Regions from separate parts of the Macaca mulatta genome. Here region 2 is linked to region 1. A link is a contact called in public Hi-C data. All regions are on one chromosome and are shown on one strand. The core of a region is the stretch at or near the end of the contact, and the rest is flanking DNA. Distances in the headings are between cores, read along the strand shown. Region 1 holds the start of CTDNEP1 (CTD nuclear envelope phosphatase 1). Region 2 holds the start of EIF4A1 (eukaryotic translation initiation factor 4A1).

The links. A called contact is a pair of places that touch in the nucleus more often than the background predicts.
Region 2: a Hi-C map of fetal cortex germinal zone shows a contact between it and region 1, with 3 times the contacts expected there. The contact joins the promoter of EIF4A1 here to the promoter of CTDNEP1 in region 1. A contact is called at or near these places in 3 of 14 Hi-C or Micro-C datasets (blood, cortical neurons and fetal cortex germinal zone).

What each region holds. Positions count from the first base shown.
Region 1 is chr16:8,734,930-8,742,737 of T2T-MMU8v2.0, reverse strand. It overlaps CTDNEP1 (CTD nuclear envelope phosphatase 1), which reads left to right and starts at 4,430. Exons shown (of 7, transcript XM_015118443.3): 1 at 4,430-5,215. The coding sequence starts at 5,114. It overlaps ELP5 (elongator acetyltransferase complex subunit 5), which reads right to left and starts at 3,896. Exons shown (of 8, transcript XM_077970162.1): 1 at 3,811-3,896; 2 at 3,594-3,654; 3 at 3,426-3,506; 4 at 1,597-1,817. The coding sequence starts at 3,856.
Region 2 is chr16:9,055,632-9,063,439 of T2T-MMU8v2.0, reverse strand. EIF4A1 (eukaryotic translation initiation factor 4A1) reads right to left here and starts at 2,721. Exons shown (of 12, transcript XM_077970278.1): 1 at 2,685-2,721; 2 at 2,005-2,152; 3 at 1,243-1,291; 4 at 862-994; 5 at 279-418. The coding sequence starts at 1,266. SENP3 (SUMO specific peptidase 3) reads right to left here. Exons shown (of 11, transcript XM_015118514.3): 8 at 5,334-5,471; 9 at 5,063-5,146; 10 at 4,894-4,944; 11 at 3,900-4,436. The coding sequence ends at 4,326. LOC114673310 (small nucleolar RNA SNORA48) reads right to left here and starts at 827; the gene lies at 693-827.

The DNA.
Region 1 (7,808 bases), core at 3,181-5,680:
AACCGTATGAAATCACTGACATTTAACAATTTTTTTCTTTTTTTTTTGAGACGGAGTCTTGCTGTCACCCAGGCTAGAGTGCAGTGGCACAATCTTGGCTCACTGCAACCTCTGCCACCCGGGTTCAGCAATTCTGCCTCAGTCTCCCGAGTAGCTGGACTACAGGCGTGTGCCACCACGCCTGGCGAAGTTTTGCATTTTTAGTAGAGATGGGGTTTCAGCATCTTGGCCAGGCTTGTCTTGAACTCTTGACCTCATGATCCACCTGTCTCGGCCTCCCAAAGTGCTGGGATTACAGGCGTGAGCCACCACGCCTGGACTGTTTTTAGTTTTTATTTTTTGAGATGAAGTATTTCTCTGTCACCCAGGCTGAAGTACAGTGGTGTGATCTCAGGTCACTGCAACCTCTGCCTCCTGGGTTCAAGTGATTCTCCTGCCTCAGCCTCCCGAGTAGCTGGGATTACAAAAGTGCGCCACCACACCCAGCTAATTTTTTGTATTTTTAGTAGAGACAGGGTTTTACCATGTTGGCCAGGCTGGTCTCCAACTCCTGACCTCAGCTGATCCACCTACCTTGGCCTCCCAAAGTGCTGGGATTACAGGTGTGAGCCACCGTGCCCAGCCAATATTTAACAATTTTTGATCTAAGAAATGGCAATATAGTGGTTTATCCTAATACTTCCCTTGTACCTTCCCCCATATACAGCGGAAAGTGAAGCAAGTGAAAGTCAAGCACCTTAATACAAAGCTGAGCGTCTGATTCCTAAGTCCATTCGAGTACCCACAGTGCACTTCAGGGCTAGTCCCAGTGCCCCTGCCCGGCCAAATCTGCCTGGCTGACCGCTTGCTCTTCAAAAGTGCCTTTATTTTTTGACACGGACTCTCGCTGTATCACCCAGGCTGGAGTGCAGTGGCGCGATCTCGGCTCACTGAAAGTTCCGCCTCCCAGGTTCATGCCATTCTCCTGCCTCAGCCTCCCAAGTAGCTGGGACTACAGTCGCCCGCCACCAGGCCCAGCTAATTTTTTTTGTATTTTTAGTAGAGATGGGGTTGCACCGTGTTAGCCAGGATGGTCTTGATCTCCTGACCTTGTGATCTGCCCACCTCGGCCTCCCAAAGTGCTGGGATTACAGGTGTGAGCCACCGCGCCCAGCCGAGAGGGCCCTTCTTTAAGGTACCCTGTGCATGTCCTATATCATCATGGCCTTTATCAGACCATCTTGTAACTGCCTGTTTACTTATCTCCATCTTTTATGGGACTTCGAGCTCCTGGAAGGCAAGGACCCAGCTACAGTCAGTCTGTATTTTGCCATTATCTAGAATTGTACCTGACATATTATATGTATTTACTATTGATTTGTTAAATAAATGAATGAGTGAAACAAATGAGTAAAAAAATAACTTGGAGGAAAAAAAGCAAATGGTAGATGGCATTAAGGGGAAGTAAAAAAAAAAAAAACCAGACAAAAAGTTCAAAAAAATGAAAAAAGGTCTGACTGGAGAACCCAGATGTTTCTTCTAGGGTAGAAAGGAAAAGGGGCGCACACCTTGGCAGAGGGAGATATATGAGGGGAAATAATGAAGGAGGGGTCTCACCAGGACAGGAGTCCTGATGGCTCACAGCATGCAGGGCCTGGCAGAGTGTGGTGCAGGGAAGGTGAAGCAGCAGCCAGCTGAGTGAATCGAGAGCAATGGTGACAGGACCAGGATCTGTCCTCTTGCATATGGCTCTCAAGGCTCCCAGCGGCCCCCCAGGAAGGGCCTCCTCAGTTTTTGACCAGTTGAGAGGGTCTCTGAAGAAGTCATGGTAAACCAGCCTGCAAAGGGAAAACATGACACAATATAATATTGCTCCTTCCCCCCAGAGGATCACAAAGTTCATCCTCTGATCTTTTTGGCTCTGTTTTCTCAATTTTCATGAATATCCTAAATATTAGTGAAAGAATATTACTGAGAGATAGCAATGATTGAGAGCACAGACTTTGGTGTCTGACAGCCTGACCTCCAAGCTTGGCTTTGCGACTTGTTGCCCAAGGTCAGCTAAATGATAAATGATCTCTAAGACTCAGTTGCTTCATTGGTGAAATGAGATGCCAACCTCTAAGCACTCAGCACAGTGCTTGACACATAGTGTATGCCTCATAAATGTTAGTTATCACCATTATCACATATTTCCTGAGTGTGGCACCTAAAGTTTATCACTCTGGATAAAAAATGAGAAAGCAGAGGACATGAGACTTGGTTCCTGCCTGTAGAACAGCTTAAAGAAAGTAAAAAATTAAGTCATGGAGTACCAACTACAGAAAAAAATAACAGCTCAGGAAAGGTAGACCAGCAAAGGTAGCAGAACTTTTTTTTTTTTTCCCCAGATATCTCTTTTTTATCTTCTGGTTCTCTTGTGGAATGCCCTCTTTTTTTTTTTTTTGAGACAGAGTTTCGCTCTTGTTGCCTGGGCTGGAATGCAATGGCACGATCTCTGCTCACCACAACCTCTGCCTCCTGGGTTCAAGCGATTCTCCTGCCTCAGCCTCCCGAGTAGCTGGAATTACAGGCATGTGCCACCATGCCCAGTTAATTTTATGTATTTTTAGTAGAGATGGGGTTTCTCCACGTTGGTCAGGCTGGTCTCGAACTCCCGACCTCAGGTGATCCACCCGCCTCAGCCTCCCAAAGTGCTGGGATTAAAGGCGTGAACCACCACACCTGGCCATGGAATGCCATCTTAACATACACCACCACCTCTATCACAACAATGGCTGATGTAAAATTAGAGGCTCAACAGATAAGATGTAAACTACTATCACCATTCACTGAGTTGCCCAGACTAGGAAGTAGAAAGCATCCTACTAATGGTTCTTAATGTCTCCTGATCAGGCATGTGGCTGGGTTTAGGGACTTCCTTATTTCAATACTTTCTTCTCCCCCACATTAGTCAATAAATCCTGGAAATGCTACCCACTAAACTCCTTTACATGTGTTCTAAACTTTCCATCTCTACTGCCCAGGTCTCTATCACTTTCTACCATTATTCCCTAAAATTCATTAGGCCAGGAACAGGTCTGTCTCATTCACTGCCAGCTCCAGTATCTTGCACAGCACCGGGTTTATAGTTGGTGCTCGGTACATATGCACCTTAATAGCGAACCTGGATTAATGGATTACTGCAATACCCTTCCCACATGTTCTCCCTATCTCCAGGCTATTTCTCTCTCAACTTCTATGAGCTTTGCTTTGGATTCCCCAAATACTCATCACTCCTCATTACTCCTCTTACTAAGTCTTGCCTCCTGAAAGACCCATATCCAATTCTTCAATGAATATTTAAGGAACTGCTACTATATACCAGGTTCTGCGCTTGTTATAAATAAATGTCCTTAGCAATAGACGTCTCCAATTTAATCAAATCTTTTCCAACTGGTACTTACCGATTGTTGATATCAGAGTCAAAACCTTCACGAAACTCTTCCTCGCTCACTTCACAGCCCAGGATATGCACTTGCTCCCCACTAAGGCAGAGATGAGGCGGGACTGTCAAAGAGTGGGCACAGGTTCCCTATCCAGGGTAGGCTGAGGAGACACCGTGGGATACTCACCACAGTGCAGATTTCTTGACAAGCGCCTTCAAGAGACTGCGCCCCTCCCACTCCACGGAATCTGCACAGCGAGGGACGGATCGAGTGTGAGGGCGCTAGGATTACCACCCTCGCGAACCCGTCGCGATCTCCACACCTAGCCTGTGACCCATGGCCCTTCCTCTCCACTTCCGTCCCCTCAGCCAGACCCGAACCCCACTGTGCCGCTGGCTCTCACCCCGAAGCAGCACCAGGCCGCCCAAGGATAACAGCGAGTCCAACATCCCCAACTCGCGTCCGGTCCCTGCTCTGGCGCCCTCTGATAGCGTCACGACCCACTGTCCCGCCCCCTCGGGGTGAAACGGGCGGGGCACTCGAGCGTCCTCCCACCATTAAGACCTAACATAGTCTGGAATGAGAGGTGATTATGTTCACTATTCCCAGGGGGGCGCTCACGAGGAGGGCGCCCCTCCCCGAGCCCTGGCGCACAGTCGTACGGACAACGACCCCTTCTACATCTTCACTGTGACCGGGACGGGAAGAGCAGTTGGGGCAGTTGTCAGTGGGAGGGGGAAGAGGACCCATAAACCCCCCGCGAGGGTCCTAACTGCGGGGACAAGTGACGGCCTCCGCCCCGCCCACGCAGTTTGAGGCGGGGCCTGCTTCGCCTCAGGCCCCGCCCCGCGGCCACCTTCTGCGCGTGCGCAATACTGCAGCCTCGTTCGGAGTGCTTCTGACTTTCCTTATACCTACCCCCATAGACCGCGCAGGGGGAACTTAGTCCCGGTGAAGCGAATACACGTCACCACCGGAAGCAGTGTCAAAGGGGAAGAGAGGGGGAAAGACAGGAGGAGGGAGTCCTTTGGGCGGTAAAATGGCGTCTGTCAGAGTGGGAAACCCAGCTGCAGAGGCTGCAGCCCCGCTCCCCAGCGGCTAAAGGACCCCCGAGCTTGGGGAGGGGGAGGCCGCTCCGGCCCAGTGCTCCGCGCCCTTCGGCTCCCCCTCCCCCTCCTTCCCTGCTCCTTCGCTCTGCAGGGCCGTTCTCCGCTGCCGCGGCCCTTTGCGCGCCACTGCCCCCGCCCTCCCCGTTCCTGCGGGCAGCCCCCTAGCGCGCCTGCGCAGCGGGCCACTCTCCGCTTTCCCCCTTCCCCTCCCCCTCCCTTTTCCCTTCCTCCCTTTTCCCTAGCCCCCTCCCCCACTGCCCCCTCCCCCAATTATCCTTCCCCTTCCCTCCTGGTCTCGGAGGACCCCATCCTAGCCCGACCTGTCTCGGCCCGCAACCTCCCCGAAGCCGTCGGTGCCACTCCCAGCCCATGTGGGCCCCCGCGGGCTGCCCACGCCTGTCCCCCAGCTCCCCGTTCCGCTGGGCTTTCCCCTCGCCAGGGGTGGCTTTCTGAGCCGCCCGCTCCGTGCCCCTCTCTGCAGCCTCTCCTGCCACTCGGGGCCCCCGTTCCCCCTCCCGGCGGCGGGGGGCTGCCCCCGGGGGGCTGGCGGAGCTGGGCCGCGGGGGCCCCGGGGCCGGCGGTGCCGGGGTCATCGGGATGATGCGGACGCAGTGTCTGCTGGGGCTGCGCACGTTCGTGGCCTTCGCCGCCAAGCTCTGGAGCTTCTTCATTTACCTTTTGCGGAGGCAGATCCGCACGGTGAGCCAGGGTGGGCGCTGGCGGTGTTGGGGACGTCTGTCCGTGGTGGTCAGGGGTTTTCGGAGTGTCGGGCCTCTGTTTGGGCCTAGGAAGGGAGTCCTGACTGGGGCTTTTCTCGCCAGAGAATTGGGCACCCTATGCGGGGCTTGGGCTGGGGAGGACGGAGACCCTTGTAATAGAACCTAGCCCTTGGGGGTTTTGATGGGGCTAGATGGGTCAGGATTTGGTAACTCTTGGGGGCTAAGGTGGTGGGTGGGGCTCTCTTTTAAGAAAGCTGGAGTTGTTGCTAAAGAAACCGAGAGGCGGGGAACACCTGTTTGATGACAGCCAGATCTGTTGATGTGGGCTTGTGAAAGACCCTATTTGGAACCTCGGTGTTTGGTCCCATAACAAGGGACAGACAGACTTGTGTGTCAAGGGTGGAGGTGGGTGGGAGGGCTTGTTACAAACAAGGACTGGAACTTGGCCCTGGGTGTGAAGGAGAAACCCCTGAGGTTCCCATTAAGGGAACTCTTCCAAAAAGACTGAAAATGTATTTCATAGTGTGAGTGTAGGTATCTGGATTTCTAGAGGACTAAAGCAGATACTTTTATGATGGTCCTCTTTAATTGTGGGAGGAAGTTCAAGGTGGGTGCTGTGCCCACCATTAAAGTTTGGGTGTCCCTGTCAGAGGACAGCGCTGGTCAGTTGTAAGGCTTGAATCTGAGGACATGTTTGCTTGTCCAGGAGAGCCTAGCATTCTGAGGGATACTGTCTGGATGGACCCAAGCATCTCTGGGTCCCCTCCTCCTTAGCTTTTCTCCAAGGTCAGAGCTCCTTCAGCTAACAGCACTTTTAAATGAATGTGCTCTTGTGGTCTCACCACCACCAGGGAGAATCCTCGGAAGGAGTCTGGGGAGAATTTAGTAAGCAGAGACAAAGGTTCTGGGTCTGTACTCTGGTCTGTATCCCTTAGCATACCTCAATACAGTTTGAAAGAATAAACCCAGGTTGGGGTGACCTGGGGTCCAGGGAATTTCCAGAAAGCCCTCAGTGGTAGTGGTGGTTGACTTAACTGATTTGGGAGAATGGGTCTGATCTTGGATTCATTCTCTACTTTACCAGTCTGCTTCCACTTCCTGATTCAGGGCGCGAACAGTACAGGATGGTTGTGGCTCTAGGTTGTGGCCCAGAGACGAGCTAGGAGCCAAGAAAAATTTAGAGTCAGAGATGCTGGGATATATGTGGGGCTCTCTCCTGAGATTTTCTTTTCTTTTCTGAGACAGTCTTGCTCTGTCGCCCAGGCTGGAGTGCAGTGGCGCGATCTCGGCTCACTGCAACCTCCACCTCCTGGGTTCAAGCGATTCTCCTGCTTCAGCCTCTTGAATAGCTGGAATTACAGGCACCCACCACCACACCTGGCTAATTCTTGTAATTTTAGTAGAGATGGGTTTTCACCATGTTGGCCAGGCTGGTCTCAAACTCCTGACCTCAAGTGATCTGCCCGCCTTAGCTTCCCAAAGTGCTGGGATTGAGCCACTGCGCCTGGCCTCTTGGGGTTTTCTTTATGGGTTGACTGCCATCTTCTCTGACGTTCTCGCTCTAACACATCAGTTTTCTGGGTATGGGGAGTGGTGCTTCAGCTCATCCACAGGTTACTTCCAAAATTGCTCTCCTTTGGGCAGCACTGACCCCACAGTCTTTTGTCCTCCCTTCCCTTCCAATCTGGTTTCTTTCCCCACCCCCTTTCTGGCAGATGCTTGGAGCATTCCCTACATGCCCAGCATATGCAACCCGAGATAGCAAGGCTGGACACCGGAGCTGTTTCGGACCTCATCATGGCCCAGGGAGAAAAGAAGGGCAGATCTTGACTAGCAGGACAGAGCCCTTTGGGTTTACAAGGGAGATCCTGGTTCTGGTGTGGCTTGGGGCCTAGGTATGCACTGAAGAGGCTTTGTGCCTTTGAAGAAAAGTGTGGAGGAGGGAATTGCCAGGCTTTGCATAGGGAGATGTGCGTATTAGGAAATAGGAACCTCTAGAGAACGCTTGGAGAAGCAGAGCTGGAAGGATGAGGTGGTGACGTCCTTGTCCCTTATTCACCTCTCACTTACGGCCCTGACTTCACTCTGGCCTTCTCCAAACCCTGCCAGTCAGCCTGGCAGGGGCTTTCCAGTGTTCTTTGCCTCGCCCTGGGTACCAGGATAAGGGGACTGTTCAGAGGGCTGAGGTTCTCTGAACTTGTGACTTGGCTACAAGAGACAGAAGTGGACAGGTGGCTGGTTAAAATAGGCCTGGTGGCTTCTAGCCAGAGGAACTTAGCTGACCTGACAACCTCTGGATTCCCTTATTCTATATTCCCATTAAGGACCCAGGAATCTCCTCCTGACTCCTACTCCCTGTGCACTAGGGAATCTGAGGCTCTCAGTTCCCAATGTGAGATGATGGTAGTTGCTACAAATAATTCTTGGGGTGAAGGTTGCATTGTGGGGGTCATTTCTTTGTTCAGTGTAGCAGGATAGTATCATGGTTAAGAGGGCAGGTTCGGCCGGGCCGGGGGTTCACGCCTGTAATCCCAACACTTTGGGAGGCCGAGGCAGGTGGATCATGAGGTCAG
Region 2 (7,808 bases), core at 1,472-3,971, 320 kb before region 1:
ATGGTGATGGTGCTTATTCAGAACACAGCCACCAAACTTGCCCAGCCAGCCAGGCTTCACCCAAGAGCCTTCCCATTTGACTCAGGAAATGGGTGGAGGAAGTGATGGTTACATTTGGGTAAGAAATAGCTTCTAATTAACCCAGCAGGTCTCGAGAGCGTTAGGGCACCCATCTCTCTTCCTCCCAAGGTGGTGATCAGAGAACACTTCTCTGGTCCTTGGATTATGCCCATCATCCCTAAATCAGCCTTTAAGGAGGGAACAGAAACCACTCTTACCTGCTGAGCCAATTCTCGAGTGGGTGCCAGGACCAAGGCCTGGGTGGCTTTTAGATCTAATTCGATCTGCTGCAGAATTGATATGGCAAATGTGGCCGTTTTCCCAGTCCCAGATTGGGCTTGAGCGATCACATCGTAACCTAAACAAACAAATTAGGAGTTAAATGTGGTAAAGAGTATACACTTTGGGATATTCAAGTTGTATGTAGGTGAATGAGACCAATAAGTAGCCAATGAACCAAGCATTTCATGGCTCACAAACTACCTTACCAGTCAACACAGTTACACAATGAGAACCAGATAGAAACAAGGACCAGTTATTAACTCGTCTAGTGTTGCACACCAAGCTGGACTAGAACTATGGCTGCAGAGACAAGTGTAAGCTGGCTACAATACCACCTCTTTAAAGGAAACGTATGTGTCCAAGGCATGAACCAGGCATGGGCACAGATCAGAAGCCAAGCTGGGATGAACAAGGAGTTGCTTTGTCCCTGGCTGATATGAGATGGGCACCACCAACCAGATGCCACTCTACCCAGGTCAGGGACAGTCCAGAATGTCTTCTGGTACTGAGAGTTCTCACCCTTGATACAAGGTAGAATGGCTCGCTGCTGGATGGCAGACGGCTTCTCAAAACCATAGGCGTAGATGCCACGGAGAAGAGACTCTGAAAGGTTCATGTCATCAAAGCTGTCAACAATCTCATTCCAGTTACTCTATGGGATGCAAAGAAATTAAAGTTTGAGTCGTGGAAAAGGTGAGGCTGAGCTGTAGTCCCAGAGCGAACAGGATCTGGCGCCTACTAACCAAAGCCCTCAAAGCTTACAACCCCTCCTCCCTTTAGGGAAACCAGCTGCTTCTAGATGGGCTGGGAAATCAATCTAAGACGCCACTCTAACTCTATACAGTTGTAAGGCTGAGAGTTGTAATGAGGGAGGACACAATTTCATTTGTCCAGTCTCACCTCGATGACGCCTTCGGGCTCCATCCCATCGGGGCCATTGTCTCTGGATCTGTTGGTTTAAAGCACAAATTTTGTCCCCTGCCAGACCGAAGCACTCAGAAATCCTGACAACCGGGCTGTGTCAGGAGTGGCCTGCATGATGCCATCAACCTGCTCTTCCAGATCCAACTCCCACCGTTTCCCAAAAGGTACCCAGAGGAGGAGTATCTATAAAACTGCGTGAGGCCTTTGCCCCATGCAGGCAGCGGCTCAGGCCAGGCAACCCCCGACATAAGGGGGACCCTTTCTGAAGACAGGCTGGCAGGCGTGCCGCTGCGCTCACGGCGCCCAGAGGTGGTGCTTGCCGCCAGGTCCACGTGGGCCCGACCCAGCCGCTTAAAGCCCCAGCGCGTGCACCTCCCACCACAGCACCAGCGCGCCGGAAGTCCCGCCCTTCACCTCCCAGATCGGAGGGTAGGACATCCCCTTCCCCCCACGTCATCCCGCCCGCGCCCTCCCCCACTCCCTCCAGCCGAACCCCCCTTCGCGTTGCCCGGATGTGGGAGGCCGCGGGCGGTGGCGGCCTCGCGCACAATGAGCCCAAGCCGAGCTAGCAAAGGGGGAGATTGCACAACACTTAGAAGCGAAGCAGACTGGGGGAGGGGAACGCCTCAAGCCACCATGTGCTCGCTCCCTCGACCACCCGGCGGCGTCTCCCACCCCTCCATGGAACAATCCACCTCCCGCCCGCCCCCGTCGCGAAGTAGCGTCGCCCTCCCGTACCTCAGGCCGCTCACCCCCGAAGTAAAGTGGACCTGCCCATCCGCAGTTTGCCAATAGCCCGGCTTGTGCGGCAAAATGGACCCGCCCGCCCGGCGCCGGGTGGGCTCCTGGTGCCTCACGCGGCCGCTCCTCGGGGTTAGGCTCAGTCCTGGCCGTCAAGAAAACCAGCACACTGAACGGCCGGTTTCTTCTCCCCGACCCGTGTTTTAGCCGCGACGATGTGACTGGATCTGAGGACCAGGCACCCCCGCCTCTCGCGAGTGGTACCGTCAGAATCCTCCGGAACCCCGCGCGCCGTCCCTCCCCCGGCACAGGGAGACAACCGGACCTGCCGGCTCTGGGCCACACACAGTAGCGGCCGCCTCCACCTTTCTTTCCCACGCCAGGTAGCGACCCAGTCTCGCCACTCAGCGCCGGGGCTTCGCGCACGGCACCGCCTCGGGTCAAGGCTCGTAACAAACTTCGCAAGCCTGACCCTAGCCGGGCTGTCCCTGCCCTCCGCTTCGACCCTGGTGGCCGCGGAGGCCGTGGATCTTCCCCCTCGCCCCCCCAGGTCGGACCTCCCCCCCGGCTCGGTTTCCCCCGCAACCCTGCTGGGCCTCTCAGCTAGCCCCAGCCGGCCTGTCGGAAGGGGGGCGGAAAGGTAAGCAGCCACAATCTCTTGCAAATGTCTTTCTTACCGGGAATCCTGGCTCGCAGACATGATCCTTAGAAACTAGGGCGGAGTGCCCGCCTATCGACAACTTATAGAGCGCCCGACTCCGCCCCGGCCATCGCATTGGCTTGGCTGCCCCGGCCCCGCCTGCCGGCGCTCGGCAACTCGGCGTGACGTTAGTTCCTAGGCGCTCTGGCATGCAGCCACCATTGGATAACTCGAACGCCTATCAAGGTGAAGGCCCGCCCCGCAGCCTCATTGGCTGGAGGGCCCGCCTTTCTCGCCGGTACGGAAGTGACATACAGGAGTCAGGCCTCGAGGCCTGGCAGCCATCTTGGGGCCCTGAACTCTCACACGTGCGGAGGCGACAGTGCCTTGGTCATGTGGCTCCGTAGGCCCTATCACGCAAGGGGGGCGAGGTCTCAGCCTCCAGAGGCTTCCGGGCTCTGGGGGTTATCACTTCCCTTTACTTCTGCTCCCGGTCCCCACTGGACTCAAATGTTAATTTGTTTTCCCCTGTAGCAAAGATGGATTCGACACCGCCTGGACGTGTGCCAAGGATGAAGGAATCAAGAGCGATATCCTAGGGACAGGAGGATTTCCCTGGCTGGAGGATGGAGGGATGAAAGAAAACTGTAAAGGGCTTTGGGGTACTATCATGAATCCTGGCTGGTCCCCTCCCCAGTCCCTTGTGTCCAGTTCCCCAGCTTCCCTCTCGGACGCCCTTATTCTTGAGGCGTACCTACTTTCCCTCCTTCCTCCCCTCTGCTCCTATCTGGGGGATTTGTTTGGGTGAAGACATGGTGTTGGCAGTGTCTGAGCCAGGGATGGAAAGCTGACCCCCTTTTTTTTTTTTTTTTTTTTGAGACGGAGTCTCGCTCTGTCGCCGGGGCTGGAGCGCAGTGGCCGGATCTCAGCTCACTGCAAGCTCCGCCTCCCGGGTTTACGCCATTCTCCTGCCTCAGCCTCCTGTGTAGCTGGGACTACAGGCGCCCGCCACCTCGCCCGGCTAGTTTTTTGTATTTTTTTAGTAGAGACGGGGTTTCACCGTGTTCGCCAGGATGGTCTCGATCTCCTGACCTCGTGATCCGCCCGTCTCGGCCTCCCAAAGTGCTGGGATTACAGGCTTGAGCCACCGCGCCCGGCCAAAGCTGACCCCTTTAGTCTCAAGAGCCTGGCTGGAAGGTCTGAGCTAAGCATCCACTAATTTGAGGCCCTTTAAGGAAGACCACCACTTAAGTATCAACAAAGGATCCTTTATTGACCAGAGCAGGACCGTGGCATTTATATATATATATATATATATATAAAAAAGTTTGAGGATCTGGCAGGCAGTGATGCTATTGCCCACCCACCACCCCCAGCACTGATTTCCTGCTCCCTGCACGGGGAAAGGGGAGGATGACTGCTCCACCCAGGCCACAGGGCCACACTCCCCTGCAAACAGAGGAAGAAAGGGGCTTTTCTGTAGCCACCCCCTGCCCATCAAAAATCAACAGGTATTCTCTCAAAGAAAAAAAAAATACAGAAATCGAAACATTTAAATATGAAAAACCAAAGGGAACTGAGTGGGAAGAGGCGAGAGGGGAAAGGGACTGGAGTTTCCTGGGAAGGGACTCCTATGTCCCCCTTCCCATTAATGGGCTTGGGGTCTGGGGTACGAGGCTCACACAGTGAGTTTGCAGTGACACAGCTCCTTGTAGATCTGCCGACGAAGTTTGGGCATGTCCTGCTGGGTGAAGCTGAATGGCTGAGACAGGGCCAGATGCTTGCAATACTGGGTGTTAACAAAGCAGGCCATGAGAAACCCCCTGTGTCAGGACCTGTGCTACACATTTCATGTTAGATGTGTCTCCATCTTTCAGAGAACATGCCCACTTCACATACAAAGGGAGTCAGGGTCCCATAGCCTGGGGTTCAAAAACAGCCTGACTCTAAAGCTAATGTTCCTACTTGGTACACGATAGAATGTTTTAGATGGAGAAAATACACTGAGTTGGAGGTTAGCAGGGAGCTCTATCAAGGCCAGAGGCCCAAGACCAGACACCCAGTCCCAATGTGGGATGAAGAAGCCCAGAAGAGGACCAGTGAAGCCAGGGTCTTGGTGTTCTAAAACAGATTACTTCCTGCTGCACAACTGACTATGAGCCAAATGAGGGGATACAGAACAGCCTCCCAACCCTTTAACCCAACTGACTTCAGAGCTAGAGGAGGTGGCCCCATCATCTGCTTACCTGCAACACAAAAGCACCACAGTCACTGTCATTATTCTGCCTGGCCACATTCTAGGGAAGAGAAAAAAAGCAGGCCCTTCACATGGAGACTCCCAGGGGTAAGGCTTCAATTTCTGCCTTCTACCACTATCCCCACCAACACCCTATACCCCTTCCTCAGGAAACTCACCATTTTGAAGTAACCTTTCCAGCCCTGGTGGAAATCCAGTCGGTCTTTCTTTACCGCCTCTGCCTGCAGATACTTGGCAATATGCTACGTGGGTGGGGAGAGAGAGAAAGTGATGCCCTGAATCTCCCAAATGAACACAGTATGGTGGGTAGTGGTGGCAGACATCATGCCCAGGTTGCCCCTCAAAGGCCCAAAGCCCACCCTTCTTCCTGCAATGCCTTGCCACTGCACCTCCCCACGTTTTGCCCATCTCTCTCCTACCCCCTCAAACCTTAGGGCAGCGGCGGTTTAGGGTACGCTGCGAGTCAAAATAGGTGATGGTGCGTCGCCTCACATCGACAGAGATGAGGGACCAATGCACCTCCAGGTGGATGGGGATTAGCAGTAGCTCCTTATTGAAGATGTCCACCTAAAGAGACAGTGCCACAGGTCAGGTACAACACACAGAAGTCTTGCCTTTTGCCATGAAGGTTCTAGAGAGGAACAGAGACACAGGCAAGGGAGCCAAGTGAAAGAACAGAAGACCCAGGCCCTAGATCGTGGGCAAGCTCAGGATCTGCATGTTTCGGCTCTTCGGGGTAAGGGAGGAAGGTCGGACAATGGAGGTGACAGCAGAACGAACACTTGAGAATCCATAATGGGCAGGCACTTTTCACACTTTAAAGGGAGAAGTACTTAGCAGCTAAGAACCCAGGCCCAGGATTCTGCAGCTTGCCAGAATTCAAATCCAGCTCCTCCATTTACTGGCTTATGACTGGGCAACCTAGTTAATAACCTTCTATACCTCAGTTTCCTTATCTGCCAGAGAGTGAAAATAGTAGTACCTACACCTCATCCATTTGTTATGAGGATTAAACTAGTGAATATTCATAATACACTTAGAACAACATACAGCACAAAGTAAACACTCAGTTAATGCTCATAACAATCCTACCAGGAAGTTCTCACATTCAACCTAACAGATGAGGAAATTGCAGCTTGGAAAGTAGTGACTTGCACAAGGTCATAAAAGAAAGAAATGACAGAAGTGGGACTCAAACTCAGTATGAAGAAGGCCAACACGTTTTGCACTGTGTGTCACCACCCTTCCCTCTACTGGGAGAAGTGGAAGAAGATCCCTGAGGGTGTAAGCTCTTGAATTTGAGGACTGAAATTAAGGAATGCTAGAGCCAATCATCCTGCCTAGCTGTAGAAATTTCCTGGCCTTTGAATGGGAGGGCAGGGAAACCACAGAACTCTTGACTTTCCTCCCGCAACCTGTTCCTCTTCCACTTTTCCCGTTACATAGGCCAAAAACCTAGGCATCATCCTCCACTTCTATCTTTTTCTTCGTTTCCCACATCCAACCTGTGGAGGAAAAAACAAATCTTTCCTACTATACTCTCACAACACAAAATACTTCTGTAACCTGTGGTCACCAAGAAGTGTGTGGGGCTTTCTCTCCACCAATGACCAAGCAAGCAATTTTGCAGTGGACACAGCTGGGTATCCCCCAATTCAATTCCAACGCTATCTACCTGGAGATAATGTGTCACAGGTTTAGGGCTCAGTCTCACAAGGCTGCCCCCAATTCTGATGTCAGTCCTAAGCCCCAGGTTTTTTTTATCTGTGCTTCTCATCAACTAGTTAGATCAGCGTTCCCATGACCCCCTCCCTGAATTTGATTAATTTGCTAGAGCAGCTGACAGAACTCATGGAAACACATTTACCAGTTTATTACAAAGGGTAGTACAGAGTACAGATGAAAAGATGCACAGGGCAAGGTACTGGGAAGAGGCCTGGAGGCCATGAAAAGATGCACAGGGCAAGGTACTGGGAAGAGGTCTGGAGGCCATCCTGCGGGAACCTCCATGCCTTCAGTTATCTAGAATGTCTCCAAACTCCTCCTCTCGGGTTTTTTTTTTTTTTTTCGTTCTTTTTTGAGAAAGAGTCTCACTCTGTCACCCAGGCTGGAATGCAGCAGCACTATCTCCGCTCACTGCAACCTCTGCCTCGGGGGTTCAAGCGATTCTCCTGCCTCAGCCTCCTGGGGACTACAGGCACCCACCACCACGCCCAGCTAATTTTCATATTTTTAGTAGAGTCAGGGTTTCACCATGTTGGCCAGGCTGGTCTCAATCTCTTGACTTTGCAATCTGCCCGCGTCGGCCTCCCAAAGTGCTGGGATTACAGGCCTGAGCCCCCGCGCCCGGCCGCTTTCAGGTTTTTAGAGGCTTCACTACTAGGCATGACTGATTAAATCACTGATCCTCAGTGATTGCTTTAACCTTCGGCCCCTTTCCCCTCCCTGGAAGCTGGTGGGGGTGAAGCTGAAAGTTCCAACGCTCTAATCATGAAGCCACCTAGAGGGGCTAGCCATGAATCAACTCATCAGCATACAAAACACACATCACTGGAGATTCCAAGGATTTTACAAGTGGAATGCCAGGAGCCTGGTCAGGAGACCAAATATGTATCTCTCAGTATCACAGAGCCTGTCAGTCCTACTGGTTTTACTTGTAAAACGTATCCTACGTAAAACTACTCTCTCTCTCTTCCTTTAGCACTCCAGTTCAAGTTTCTCACCTGGACTACTGTGCTCTGTTCCTGCTTCCGTTCTTGCCCCCCTTTCAATCTATCATTGAAACAGGAGTTTAAAACAGAAAACTCAATGGCTTCTCAGTATACGCACAATACAACCCCTCCTCAGCCTGCTGTATATGTCGTATGTCCTACATGATCTACTCTGACCGAATTTTGTATCGGT